Linked DNA regions of Mus musculus: region 2 is linked to region 1. Evidence: chromatin contacts called from public ChIA-PET data. All regions are on one chromosome and are shown on one strand. The core of a region is the stretch at or near the end of the contact, and the rest is flanking DNA. Distances in the headings are between cores, read along the strand shown. Region 1 overlaps Rbm33 (RNA binding motif protein 33). Region 2 has its middle 24 kb from the start of Gm35524.

Evidence for each region. ChIA-PET counts read pairs in DNA pulled down with a chosen protein or histone mark.
Region 2: an RNA polymerase II ChIA-PET map of memory CD8 T cells shows a contact between it and region 1, with 77 read pairs. The contact joins two enhancer-like sites. A contact is called at or near these places in 2 of 484 Hi-C or Micro-C datasets (CD4 T cells and memory CD8 T cells), 4 of 115 datasets of contacts at active chromatin or transcription factors (CD8 T cells, embryonic stem cells, memory CD8 T cells and 1 more) and 2 of 9 other capture datasets (adipose tissue and liver).

The regions. Positions count from the first base shown.
Region 1 is chr5:28,400,344-28,407,158 of GRCm38.p6, reverse strand. The region is part of intron 15 of Rbm33 (RNA binding motif protein 33); the gene reads right to left. Among named protein-coding and RNA genes, the nearest start is that of 9530036O11Rik, 63 kb to the left of the region's middle. Within about 2 kb of position 4,183, at least 29 of the 459 cell types and tissues checked have an H3K27ac peak or open chromatin away from gene starts, as enhancers often do. A contact at or near this core is called in CD8 T cells, memory CD8 T cells and regulatory T cell precursor, where this site is marked.
Region 2 is chr5:28,266,196-28,273,010 of GRCm38.p6, reverse strand. No RefSeq gene overlaps it. Among named protein-coding and RNA genes, the nearest start is that of Gm35524, 24 kb to the left of the region's middle. Within about 2 kb of position 3,185, at least 98 of the 459 cell types and tissues checked have an H3K27ac peak or open chromatin away from gene starts, as enhancers often do. A contact at or near this core is called in CD8 T cells, memory CD8 T cells and regulatory T cell precursor, where this site is marked.

The DNA.
Region 1 (6,815 bases), core at 2,934-5,433:
CCTTCCCACCTCTCCCTTGCAAGCATCTGTCTGACTTTCCTCCATGAAACCCTCACAATTGGGATCCTGGTTGCCATGCTCTAAAATTTCCCAGTCTAGAGAACCAAGAACCAAAATTAACCTTTCTTCTACATCCAGTCTTTGGTATTTTGTTATAACCACAGGGGAAAAAAAAAAAGAAAAAGAAAATCTCCTAAGTTATCGTTTAGAGACCACTTAATGGAAGAAAGGGGCCTTCAAGGAAAAGCAACCAGTATAACTGTGACCCAAGAAAAGATAAGCTGTTATAATGGAGCAGAACTTTGACCCTCTGCAGCATGCAGAAACTGCCGAGTCTGGTCTCCTTAAAACTTCACAGACTTGGAAAACAACCATTTTTGAGGCAGTGGAATCAACACAGTGAAAGAAGAGGTAACAAAGCACTGTTTGCCAGGACCAAGTATATATGTACTATCGTCTTCCCCCAAAGGACCCAGCAATTGTCCTAGAACAAAACTGTATAGACATGAAACCCACAAGTTTCTGGGGCTGTGGTCCTGTTTGAAGACAAAAAGAAGCCACCGAGTGTCCAGGCACTTTTCTCAGGGTGCCTGGAGGCTGGGGTGGTGGAGGAGGAGGAATATGACATGAAAGGCTATGCAGAACTAAGGAAAACATGGTAAGAAAAAATGATTTAAAAACAACATTTAAAGTGAACTAATTCAAATATTACAGGTATTTCAAGAACAAGTTGAGATCTTAAGAGGAACCAGCTCCCACTCCAAACAAAGGAGTAAGGGGACAATGAAGGTCCCACTCAAGAGCAGATACAGAGAAGCCACTTCTCTATCAGCCCCAAAGGCTACTCTGAAAACAGCAAACAGCACACTCCTTTAGCCATGCTGAGTAAGAAAAATAAATGGGCAGAGGACAAATGTTTCAAACTGGAAAACAGAGGGACCATAACAATGTAGCTCAAAGGCAGAGAAAAGGATGTTATAAACGTTATGCCAGCATATCAGTCAACTTATATGAATGGGCCAATCCTACAAAAACACATACCCAAACTGTCTCAAAACCCAAGGAGAAAAGACTAGAGCTCTAAGGAGCAAGGACACAGAATTGACGAAGAGACATTTTTCACAAAGAAAAACACAAAACTCCCTTCTCCCAGGGGATTCTACCACAGTGCTAAGGTAAAAATGTTACCTAGTTCAGTCTCATTCAGGAGAAAAAGGGGAATGGGAGGCCCATGTTATATGCTGACCACAAAGCCACCAACATCCAAAGGAAAAGGCACCTTTACTAAAGAACACCCTCAGAAACACCCACAAACCTTTATCAAGGTGTTAGCCAGTCCACTCTTGGAAGACAGAAAAGCATCTCACACCAAGGTGATTCAAATCTTAATTAACCTATGGTTAATTAAGCATGATACAGCTGTAGACAGCCAGATCCCAGCCTGAGAGGCACTGGCCACAGTGAGGAGGGCAAGAAGGTCGCTGGCTCCTACAATATGTGGCTATGTACTTACATTTAAAAACATTTTACCATGGAAATTCTCCAATATGTACAAAAAGAGATAACCAAATCACATTTATTTATTTATGTTTTGTTTTTCAAGACAGGGTATTTTTGTGTAGCCCTGGGTGGCCTCAAACTCACAGATCTGCCTGCCTCTGCCTCCCAAATAATGGGTTCAAAGGCGCATGCCACCACCACCTGGCTTCACTTTTTAGTTTTGAATCACCTATATTTTGAAAAATGTAGGCACTTAGAACAGGCCTTGCCTACCTGGATGCATCTCCTGTTCCCCAAGGACAAAAACTTCTAAAAGTTCTTGACAGGCAGGGGGCAACAGCCTGACTTTCTGAGAACCATGCTCCCATGAGGCATCTGCCTTTCCACAAGCTTATACTGGGTGGAGGTCAATTCTGGACTTTTGCACACAAAAAGCTAATTTCAGGCCAAGTTTAATTACTAGTAGACTCTGGATTAACACTAGTAGAAAATGGTCAACAGATTGGATAATGGGCCATTGCCAGGAACACATTCTTATATCTATAGTCATGCACATAAACAAACCTGAATGAGAGTCAAGACAAACTAAATCTACCCTATATCTTGCTTATACCCTATACCTCTAGTCTCTATGTCGCAAAAGTATTAAAATACTGTTGTTTCAAATTAAGCATCTTAGAAATCTGTAGCTGAGATGTAAGCAAACCAGTGTCCCTGAGTAGGTGCCAGATGGTGTCCCCATACAAAAGCACATCTGCAGGAAGACCAGTCTCCCCAGGCAGCATGGTGCGCGCTCTAACTTCTGGCATAGACAGTGGTTTATCCAGAGCCATGAGGGGGAAGAAGTTACAGCCATCATGACCACCAGGTAGAGACATGCTGTTGAACTGCTCTAAAATGACTGTCTTTTAATGAATAAAATAAAAATGTCCCTTAAGACTAATGTTTGGTTTTAAAATTCCTATCTGAATTAAGTAAGATCAGGGAATATTTTTTATCAGCTTAATTTTACAAAAAATGAGGTTTGTGGCCATCAACATTAGCAGGACAAATTTATTTATAACAAATGGTTTAAATGTACAGATAAAAATGCCCATTGACACTGTCAGGGCTTCTTGCAATTTGACAGATCAAATCTTATTTTCATTCTTTAAAGCCCATGAAGAAGTGGTATCGCTGAGTTGCATTCACTAGCAGGCAAATTGATTAATCCCTCTCCATAGAACCTCAGCCCTTGATTATACCTATCAGGCGTTAAGCAGCATTATTCTGGAGTGACAACACTTGACAAATTCCCCAATCATTTTCCTCAGCCTTTGTGGCCCTGCTAGCTTGTATTAACCCTGATGAAAAATTAATTTTCCTTATCTTCTTCTAAACCCCAAAATCCAAATCCGCCAAACTGGCAACTCTTTCTGTAAAGGTATTATGAAAACCTCTAAAAGATTAATTGCATGTCTTCAGGTGACATTAAATTAATTTCTGTACTCATGACAGACATTTGATACTCAGCACTGAAAGGACTGATAACATTGTCAGGACACACAGAAGGACAGTGGCATGGTGTCCCAGGGCAGCCTCTTTATGAATTCTCCTTCTGATAAGTCCACACTTCACTGTCACCAGCAGTGTAGATGATGGTACAGCCACAACCCTTGCTGCACAGGTTTCTATTAAGGACAACAATACAGGCCTATCCCAGCAATCTCTAGGAGGCTCCTTTGGGATCAGCACAATAAAAGATATGCAAGCTATGTAAAGTTTCTAAGTACACATATGTGTAGAACTCTATTTTCTCTCTGTAGACTGCTGGACTACATGAGAGACAGGACAGAAACAGGCCAGCCCTAACCTCCTTGCCTAGGGTGCTGCTATGAGATGTGAGAGTACCTTACATTCATCAGGCATGCTTACATGCCAGCAAGCACACTGGGGACAGAAATCTGGACATTATTTCAGATAATGGTCCAGAAAACAACTACAAAGCAAATCCAGAAGACAAAAGCTACTTGAGCAGCCAGACCTAACTACTGGACTTTCCTTCATGGGGATTCACTTAGCACACGTTTTACTATACGAGAGCGTGTCAGTCATTCAGGTTATTCACCTTGTAATAATCCTCCACTCTGAGATTAGTTAGGTATGAGAGAAGAATTAGCTAGTCTTTAAATTAAAAACCAAGCAAACAAAAAGTAAAAAAACAAGAAAACCACCAAAACCCTAAAAGCCTCTGAGGAGAAACAACGCTGTCCAGGGCAGATGGCACAAATCTACCAGGTGAAAAGGAAAATGTATTGGAAGTGAGATTCTGGGTCCTTTCCAATATGAAGGCTTCCTAAGCAGTGGGGCTGTGAACTGGGTCTTCAAACTCAAGAGCTCAGGTTTCAGGGGCAATTTTGTTCCTGCAGGTCTGCCCAGTGCAAATCTGTTACCTACTGCCCCACCCATGTCACCAACAGTCTCCTCAGAACTCTATTCATGGTCTTGTCCTATATACCAAAGACCACAGTTACAGTCAGTTCTACTTCCATCTGAGCTACCTAGGCTGTGCCCAGGTGCTGCCAGACTGCCCTACAAAGCTAGCTTCTGCCAGAACCAACCAAGTAGGGCAGAGCTATGTCCTCTAAGTAACAGTTTCAAACTAGCAAATGTGACAGATCTACCACTTCAAAGTTCAAAACAGCAGGCAGACAAGATGGTTCAGTGGGTGGGTAGGGGTGTTTGATGGCAAGCCTGATGACTAAGCTCTAACCCCTGAGACCCACATGATGGAGAGACAACTTCCGTAAGTCTTCTGATCTCCACACATAAACAGTGGCACACCCTCTCACCAAAATAAATGTGAGCAGTTTTAAAGTTCAAATACAGCAAACAGATCTCACAAAACAATCCTGTTCAGCAAACCAAATGAAAAGGAGTTTGAAGGGAAAAGCAGAAGGTGGTTGCAAAGATAAACAGTAAAGACCAATGTTATTCCAGGCCCTGCTCCTGTATTGCTCACTTCCTAATATCACTCACAAGGCTAGGGGACAACTATCCTGTTCACTCTCAGATGTTTTGCAGAGATTCCATGTCCTCTCCACCTCTTTGATACCAGAAATCCAGCTATGCAGACACCTTCAGCTTCAAGTATTTCTAATGCCCTTGACACTGTCCTAAGGTCTAGTGACAAACATGGGGAGAAGGCAGAAAGCTCCTCCAAGAGCAGGGACCAGAAGCTCTAAAGCATGAGAAGCTCTAGTCAGCAGGCAGGACAAAGTATGTGCAGAAGCACCAGCAGGGATCCCAGAACAGCAGCAGTCCTGAGCAATAAAAAATAGAGGCTCAAGAATGGGCAGGCACCTCCAGAGAACAAGAAGGGGATGTGGAACTTTCTACATCAGCCTGGGACTAAAGACGGGTGTGCAACTCTCTATCAGGCTGGTACTTCCCAAAGTAACGGAGGGTTAAAATGTTATGCTTCTATTCATCACAACCTCAACACTAAGGTGATTAGTTATGCCTTATGTCCTCTTTATATTATGCTTAAAATAGAATCCAACCCCAAATCTGGAAAACAAACAAAACTGCCAATTTTCTTTTTTTCCTAGGTTTTTTTCCCTCCCTTAAGCCAGCAAAACAAAGTGAGACCATCAACTCATCAGAACTTTCAAGTGGCTCCCACTGTTCTAAGAATTAAGACCTAAAGAACCTATGCAAGGCCCATTTCCAGACTCTCCTACTCTCTGTACTCAACCCAATGCCCTTCCTTCAGTTAGGAACTGCTACAGTTACACACCCCACTCCCTACACACATACCAGAAAGACCCACTCCTTTACTCCACTCAGAAGCCATTCATTTCTCCAGGTCTCCTTGCTATGTTGCCCATCCCACTTTACTTCTGCTTGTACCTATTATACACTCAAAATCCACGGAGTGCTCAGTTTACTACAGAGCTCCATCCACAAAGGCAGGCCTGCTTTTGTATGCAGCTCAATCACCACAAATGCCTAGTGCCTCAGTTCATGTCATATCTGCTGTGACAACTGAGACCATGGCTTCTCTGCAGGCTCTTATTAGATCTCACTGCTGTTAGCATGTCCTTCCTCCCTGAGTAACTGGGGCAGCCAGAAGCCTCACCAAAATGCATAAACACTAGAATCCAAAGATCTTACCCTGAAGGGCAAGTCCCCAGATAGCCTCTCCTCCCATTAAGTGTCCTATGTCCTGGCTAGTAGTATCACAGAAGCAGATCTTGGCTAGCCCCTGAGGTACAAAAGAGACTCACTTCAAAGATTCAAATATATTCGATTTCTCTTTGACTACCATATAACTCTAATAGAATGTAGTAAAAGAAAAAAAAAGATATACATATGTATATATTGTCTGCCAATAATCTTTCAAGATATAGGAAATCTCAGTAAAACCCAGCCGGCTCAGCAGTACCTTGATGATTGCAACTTGATGATCTTTGCAACTCCCAGAACAAAGCACAGACCTGCATTAAGGACAATGGTGTCCTGACCACTGATAGCCATGATCTTACATATCCTCCAAAGGCCATGGTTAAAGATGTGGTTGATCTCCAACCTGTGGTGTTCCTGGAAGACTGAATAGGGCATCAGAAAGTGCCCCAGTTATATGGCACTTTTCTTCCTAAGCATAACATGAGGCCATCTTGGGATAGAGAATACTATGGCTCAGCAGCCAGGGCAAAATAATGGTTACAATGGGTCATTGTAATTGTAATGGAAGAGATGGTCCCAGAGTCTCACCTAGGATTCTGCCATGGCTCTTTCCTGCCCTCCTGCAGCTATAAATGATCTTAGGAAATGCTAGCATATATAAGACATGGGAGCTTCACTGAAAAGTAGAACTCCATGATGCATCTTTTATGAGGTCGTTGTCTACAATGGAGTGGGACATGGTAGTGATACAACTTGGAGGTCACTTACATCCTTGTAAGTTACCCTTCCTCTATGCTCTGTAAACTCATTGGCTTACCAAGGTGGATTTGGGTAGAATTGTATTTTGTCTGTCACTGTAATCCATGGGCAAATATTTTTTCGTGTCATCTCAGGGAAAGCTAATGACTGGAGAGATTTTTGAGATGACCTCAGCTCCTTTCTCTTCCTCTGCCCAGCTGCTAGGAGAAAAGAAGGCCTTCTCTGTATAACGCTGAAGAGGTGAGGCTTAGAAACTGTGGCTCAAAACCTGACTTGGTGAGACAAGGTAAACCTTTTTTCTTCTTTAAAACCAATTACTCACCTTTTCACAGTAATGAGAAGCTGATGAACACAGCAGCCCCTGTTATCTGTGTTCCAAGGAACTAAAG
Region 2 (6,815 bases), core at 1,936-4,435, 130 kb after region 1:
TTCCTGGATTGCTGGGCTGCTGGACTGCTGAATTCCTGGACTGCTGAACTTCTGGACTGCTGGATTGCTAGATTCCTGGACTGTGAGGTTGCTGGACTGCTGGACTGCTAGGCTGGTGGACTGCTAGATTCCTGGACTGCTGGATTGCTGGACTGGTGGATAGTCTGACAATGAAGATTGGACTTGCCCCAAGAAACTCAAAGATCCTAGCAGGAAGTAGTCTATTTTGTTGACTGCTTTCTTTCTCTCTTACATAGTGTTGGGGGTGTGTGTGGAAGCGATTAGGGTGGAATAAAGATTGGAAGGGAGGTGGAGATAAAAGAATACAATAAAATAATAATAATAATAAAATATGCCAACAATCTTCCTGCCTCTTCCAGAAATGTTGCACACACTGGGTTCATTGGGCAGTTGGCTAAGTCCCAGCCTCCAGGTTGTCAAGTGGTGAGAACTTGAGTTATGCTTTACTTGTAGCATCTTTGTGCAAGCAATACTTAAAGAGGCTTCTGAGAGGTCTGTTAGAAGACAGAACAGGCCTTGAGATGCACAGTACCAACCCAGGATGCTTGCTAAGTTATATAAATACCATCTTGGCTCATGCAGTCAACTTTTAAAAAAAAACCTATTAGAAATAAAATGTATTTAAAACACTGAGACTTTAAATATTTTAATTGTTTATTTAGTATGTGCTTGAAGGTTGGTTTTTTATTTCTACCATGTGGGTGCAAGGGATTGAGCCTTAGGTTGTCAGGCTTGGCAGCAAGCACCTTTACCTGCTGAGCCATCACACACACACACACACACACACACACACACACACACACACTGAGGTATTTTGTTATTTTGTGCGTTTGTATATGTAATATGCATGTGTATTATGTGTATATGTGTTTGTATCTATAAATGTGTGTAAGTGTAATTGGGGAGTTTTAGAACATGAACTCTATAGAAGACATCATGCCAAAATATCAAAAAGTTGCAGACTAAGCCATCTCAGTGAGTAGGAAATGCTCCCTGTGCAGAAATCTGCACCAATGACTGCATGCAGCCCTTTCCATGGCACAGAGAAGAGGATTGTTCTTATTCCTTTGTGTGCTAAGTTCTCCAGAAAACTAACCAATAGCAGATGGAGTTATTCCATGTAGATATTGCTGTCAGGTATAAGTATCAGTAGAGCATAGATGTAGATGTGGACATGGGTGTGGATGTGGACATGAGTATAGATGTGGATATGGGTGTAGATGTGGACATGGGTGTAGATGTGGGCATGATGTAGATGTGGATATGTGTATATATGTGAACACAGATGTATATGTGAACATGGGTGTAGATGTGGGCATGGCATGGATATATAGGTAGACACAAATATGGATACTGTGGTAGTTTGAATAATGACCCTTATAGGTTCATATATCTGAATGCTTAGTCACCAGGGAGTGGCACTGTTTGAAAGGATTAAAGGGATTAGGAGGTGTGGCCTTGTTGGAGGAAGTGTGTCCCTGGGGATGGGCTTTGAAGTTTCAAAACCCCATGCCTAGCCCAGGGTCTGTCTCTGTGTCTATCTCTGTCTCTCTATCTCTGCCTATTGATCATGTTGTAGCTGTCAGCAACTGCACCAGTGCCTGCCTGCATATTGCCATGCTCCCTGTTGTGAAGATGATGAACTAAACCTCAGAAACTGTAAGACAGCCTCAAGTAAATGCTTTCTTTATAACAGCTGCCTTGGTCATGGTTTCTCTTCACAGCAATAGAACAGTGACCAAGACAGATGTGATGTAGATAGATATGAACATGGCTATGATAGAGGTAGATATGACTATGAATGTAATGCGGAAATAGAAACAGATGCTGATACAGATGGACACATAATGTAGATTTGCTTATAAACTTTGATTTGGATATAAGTGTAGGTAAAGATACAGGCAAATACTGGGGGCTGTTGAGAGAGCTAGCTCTGCAGAAGGGTTGAGGATACCATAAGAACATGGTTCACAGAATCAACTGCCCAGGACTCGTGGGGGTCACAGATATTAGGGGGTGTATATGGATCTTACCTAAGCCCTCTGCATATGTGTTATGGCTGAGAGGCTTGGTCTTCTTGTGGGACTCCCAACAGTGGGAGTTGGGGCTGTCTCTGATGCTTTTGCCTGCTTGTGGGATCCCTTTCCTCCCACCGGGTTGCCTTGTCCAGTCTTGATGTGATGCTATGTGCTGGGTCTTATGGTCTCCACTGATACTGTGTCGTGCTGAGTTTGGTTGATGTCCCTGGGAGGCCTGCTCCTTTCTGAGGGGAAGCAGAGGGAGGGTAGACATGAGGATCAGTAGAGGTGGGAGAGAGAGACCAGGGGAAGGGAGGGCTGGGTAACTGCAGTTGGGTTGTAATATATGAGAGCAATACTTTTTTTAAAGAAGAAAGAAAGGAGAGAGTCTTACAGAGAGAAACAGAGAAAGAGACAGATAGATGAGAGAGGGAGATAGATGAGAGAGAGAGAGAGAGAGAGAGAGAGAGAGAATGAATTTGCTCTGTGACCGACAGCTAAAGCCCACAGCCTCTCTGTGTGGGTTGGAGATCCAGGGAGTCCAAGAGTGTGACTCTCAGTCAGAGGCTGAAAACCAAGGACCTGCACTGGCCCAAGGGCTGGCATCTAAAGTTCAGACGTCTGACTCAGCTGGATACCTAGGGTGGAAGTGAACTCTCCTGTGTCATGCTGCCACATCTGGCCTAGGTGACAGAATGGCACCTGCAGCATTGGCAACGTCAGGCTATTCTTCAGTCAGAAGTTAGGCGGCTGGTGTTTTCTAGAAACAAAAAAGAATGGTTCACCAGTCGTTGATATGTTGACACTTCACCACCACAATCTACTTTACAAGTTGGGGACCTGAGTCTAGATGGCAAGCATTCCCCAGCTTCCTGTCTTAGTTACGTACCACAATAAACAAACCTAACAAAAGCAACTCCGAGGAGAAGAGATTCATTTTGGCTCGCAGTTCCAGAGGGTTAGAGAATGTCATATTAGGGAAAGTGTGGCAAGAGCAGGAGGCTGGCCACATTACATCTACACTCCAGGAAAGAGCAAACAGGAAGTAGGGCGAAGCCAAAAAGCCTCAAGGCACGCCCTCATTGAGCCACTTCCTCCAGGATCACTTTCTAAAGTGATCACTTCACTTTCTAAAACCTACACAGGCTGTGCAAACAGCGTCAGAAACCACTTCAAACACACGAGCCTGTGGGAGACAGTTTACATTCAAACCCTAATGTGCCCAGTAGGCAACACCCATGCCTGGGGAGGCAGCTGCCTGAGGAGCAGAGCACTCACCCTGGAGCCACTTGCCCGTTACAACCTCACACTCACTGCAGCCTTGGAAGGCACTGCATAAAGGAGGAATCTGAGACCAGCTCCAACTTACTTGCCTGGACTTGATGATAAGAATGATAGACATATAGGCCAGTGCTTATCTCAGAGCTCAGGGCACTGCCTGCCCCGAAGTGTGGATGTTCAGTCACTATTGGCTTATATGCAAGGGATAGTGCTGTTTAAATCCCAAGGTGTCCCTGGTCTGAGTGATACATCCAGATGCCCAAGGAAGGCCTGGGGTTACACAGGGGAGAGGAAAGCTTTGTGATGCACCCCAGAGTACCTTTCCAACATCGGAAGGACCTTCCTTATCCCCATAACATTGCATCATACTGTCCAAGCTGCATAAACATGGCAGCAGTCCTTTTATAGCCAAAGCCCCAAAGACTGGACATATCTGCCCTTGATGGGTGCTGGACAAGGAATGGCACCAGGAATAACTTAACACGGTGTTGGGTGGGACAGAGAGGCAGAACAACAGGTATTCAGGGGTCAGCTCCCAAACTGAAGGCTCACATCAGATAAGTGAGAGTTCATGGTTGCAAAGTCACGTTCCCTACATAGGAAAAGACAACTGTAATCCCCATTGTAGTGGGTGACAGTCTCAGGACTCCCTGTGTTCAGCTACAGAGGAGACGTGATCTTGAAATGCAACTGAGACCTGCTGGAGAACTACAAGTTGCCCTGAACCCCTTTATCCTGCATATTTGCACAGGGGACTCTTGAGCCTTTGCTGGCTTTAAAATGTCTGACTTCCTATGCCCACTGGATGGTCAACCTGAAGGGGGGCTTTTTCTGCCTTTTTCCTGTTTTGTGCAGCAGAAAAGCCCAGGGGAGAGATGAGGATGCAGGAGAAGAAAAAAAGCCCTCAGTAAGCTGGAAGGATAATAAGAATGTTGGCAGCAGGGCCAAATACAGACTTCCCAGCTCCTGCCTCCTAAGTCAAAATGCCCAGTGCTGAGTCCTCCGTGCCTCTGAAAGCGAAAGAAAGAACTTTCACCACCAGAGCAGAAGGCCCGCACTGCCCAGAGATACTGTGGGGTAGACCTGCCTTCAAGATCAGAGGTCTTCGGACTTAAGATTCGACAGTAAAATTATAAAACAAAAACAAAAACAAAACAAACAAACAAACAAAACCAGTGAGCGAGGATCACCTACTCCTAGTGCCAGGGTGGGCTGATACCCAGGGATGGGGTTGGGGGAAGGGCTGTGTGGTGAAGACCAGGAGGAGGGGGGGTTGCAATGGGGATGTAAAGCGAATAAATAAATAAATTATTAAAAAGAAAAAATACAGAATGCCGGGCGTGGTGGCGCCTGCCTTTAATCCCAGCACTCGGGAGGCATAGGCAGGCGTATTTCTGAGTTCGAGGCCAGCCTGGTCTACAAAGTGAGTTCCAGGACAAGGACAGTCAGAGCTATACAGAGAAACCCTGTCTCGAAAAACCAAAAACCAAAAACCAAAAACCAAAAAACAAAAAACAAAAAAAAAACAAAAACAAAACAAAACAAAACAAAACAAAACAAAAAAATCAAAAACAAAAAAAACAGAAAAGGGAAATGCGTTGGCAGGGATTCCTAGTAAAGAATTCCGGGTGAAGTTTCATCACAGCAAATGTATGCTGTAGCTTTGTCTGTGGATTTGAAACAGTGGATTCATTACAAACCCATTTGCATCTCTCAAAGTACAAAATACCCTTTTCCAGCTTCATCTTTGTTGTGTGTTAAATGTCTATAAATAGGTGACACACTCTGAAAAAAGCTACACAGTGGCTATAGTAATACCCTCTTCCTTTGCTGGCTCCCCTCTGAAACCAGTCAGTGGGAGATGATTCTACCTTGACACTGAGCTCCGAGAGTCAGTGAAACACCCTGGCTGGATGCCAGCTCTGTGTGGTCCCTGAAGCACCTGCACTCTTGTCCTGCTGGCCACCACGTTAGATGTTCCCCTGGTCTCTCAGCTTTGATAATTCCCTGGATAACTTACAGAAGTAGAGAATGTGCTTCTGTTTACATTTTATAACAAGGGGCACAAATCAGGTCCAGACACTTGAAAGAGACACATGGAGCTTTGCAAGAACCTGTGTGTCCTCGACCCATGGCGTCAAGCCTTGTCCTCTCATCAGTGCAGTTGGTGACCTGGAACCTTATGACAACTTGCTATGTAGAATTGACCTATGCCCTATTTCACTGACAAAATTGATGGGATAATTGGCTGAGGGAAGAGACCAAGACAATCTGTAGGGTCAAAGGTGGGGGAGGGGGGAGACCTGCCTGAAGCCCTGGCTGCTTAGCACTGTGGCTTAGGACACTGGTGCCTCTTATCTCCAATAAGGAAGATGGTCCTGTCACTTGAGAGTTCCTCCTAGGACCAGGGACCAAAGTTTCTCAATAGGCCAGTGCTCCAAGGTTGTTCCAACAAAGAGGAGGCTGGTAGAGTGCCTCTATACCGTTCAAAGGACGTTTACTCTACCCAGAGGGTGGGACACATCCACACAATGCTGTTTAAAACTTTTTTTAAGAAAAGATTTATCTTTAATTTTAATTATTGGCATGCATGTGTGTCTGTTATGGAAGGGTGTACATTATACAAGAGTACAGAGCCTGTGAAGCTAGAAGAGGGGAGTGGATCTCTGGAGCTAGAGTTACAGGTGGTTGTGAGACACTTGATAGACAGGTGCTGGAAACATTAAAAGAGCAGCACACTCTCTTCACCACTGAACCATCTCTCCAGCCGTTTTTGTTTGTTTTCGAAACAGTCTCAAGTCACTCAAGCTGGCCTCAAGCTTGCGGTTGTAGCTAAGAGTGAATTTGAATTTATGATCATGCAGTCTCATCTTCCAAGAGCTGGGGTCACAACGTGGGCTATTCTGCCTGATTTTATATGCTTTTGATAGTACCTTGAACTTCTCACAGCCTAAGCAAATGCTCTGCCACTGAGCTTGTCCCAGATCCAGGAATCTCTTACTAGCAATACGTTAGGAGCATTTTGCCAGCATATACCCAGGCCTGGTTTCATCCCCAGATCCTGGGTGTGTACACATATGTGAGACTATCTTGAGCAGCACATAGACACCTTCTTCTCCACATACAGTATTTTGTTGCATGTCAGTCTCACCTGTTTGTTATTGCGTGAATTGTTTTGTGTTTGGTTGACACACAAGTAAGTAGCCACATGGAAACTGCATAAGTGTGTGAGGCCAACCTTCTTGGAAACAAAAACCAGCGGGTAGCTCAGTAAGTTCATTTGTGTTGCAAAGGATCTTCTGCCCATGTAGGAACCCCTCTGGTTCCACACCTGCAGAGATGCCACACATTTTGCTTCCCTGCACGCCACCATCTTACTGTGTTCCCTATGTTTGATTTCCAGTTTTTCTTTATAGAAATTTATTTTAATTTTATGTGTATGCTTGTCTTGTCCATAGGTATGTATGCATGTTATGTGTGTGCCTTGTGTTTGCA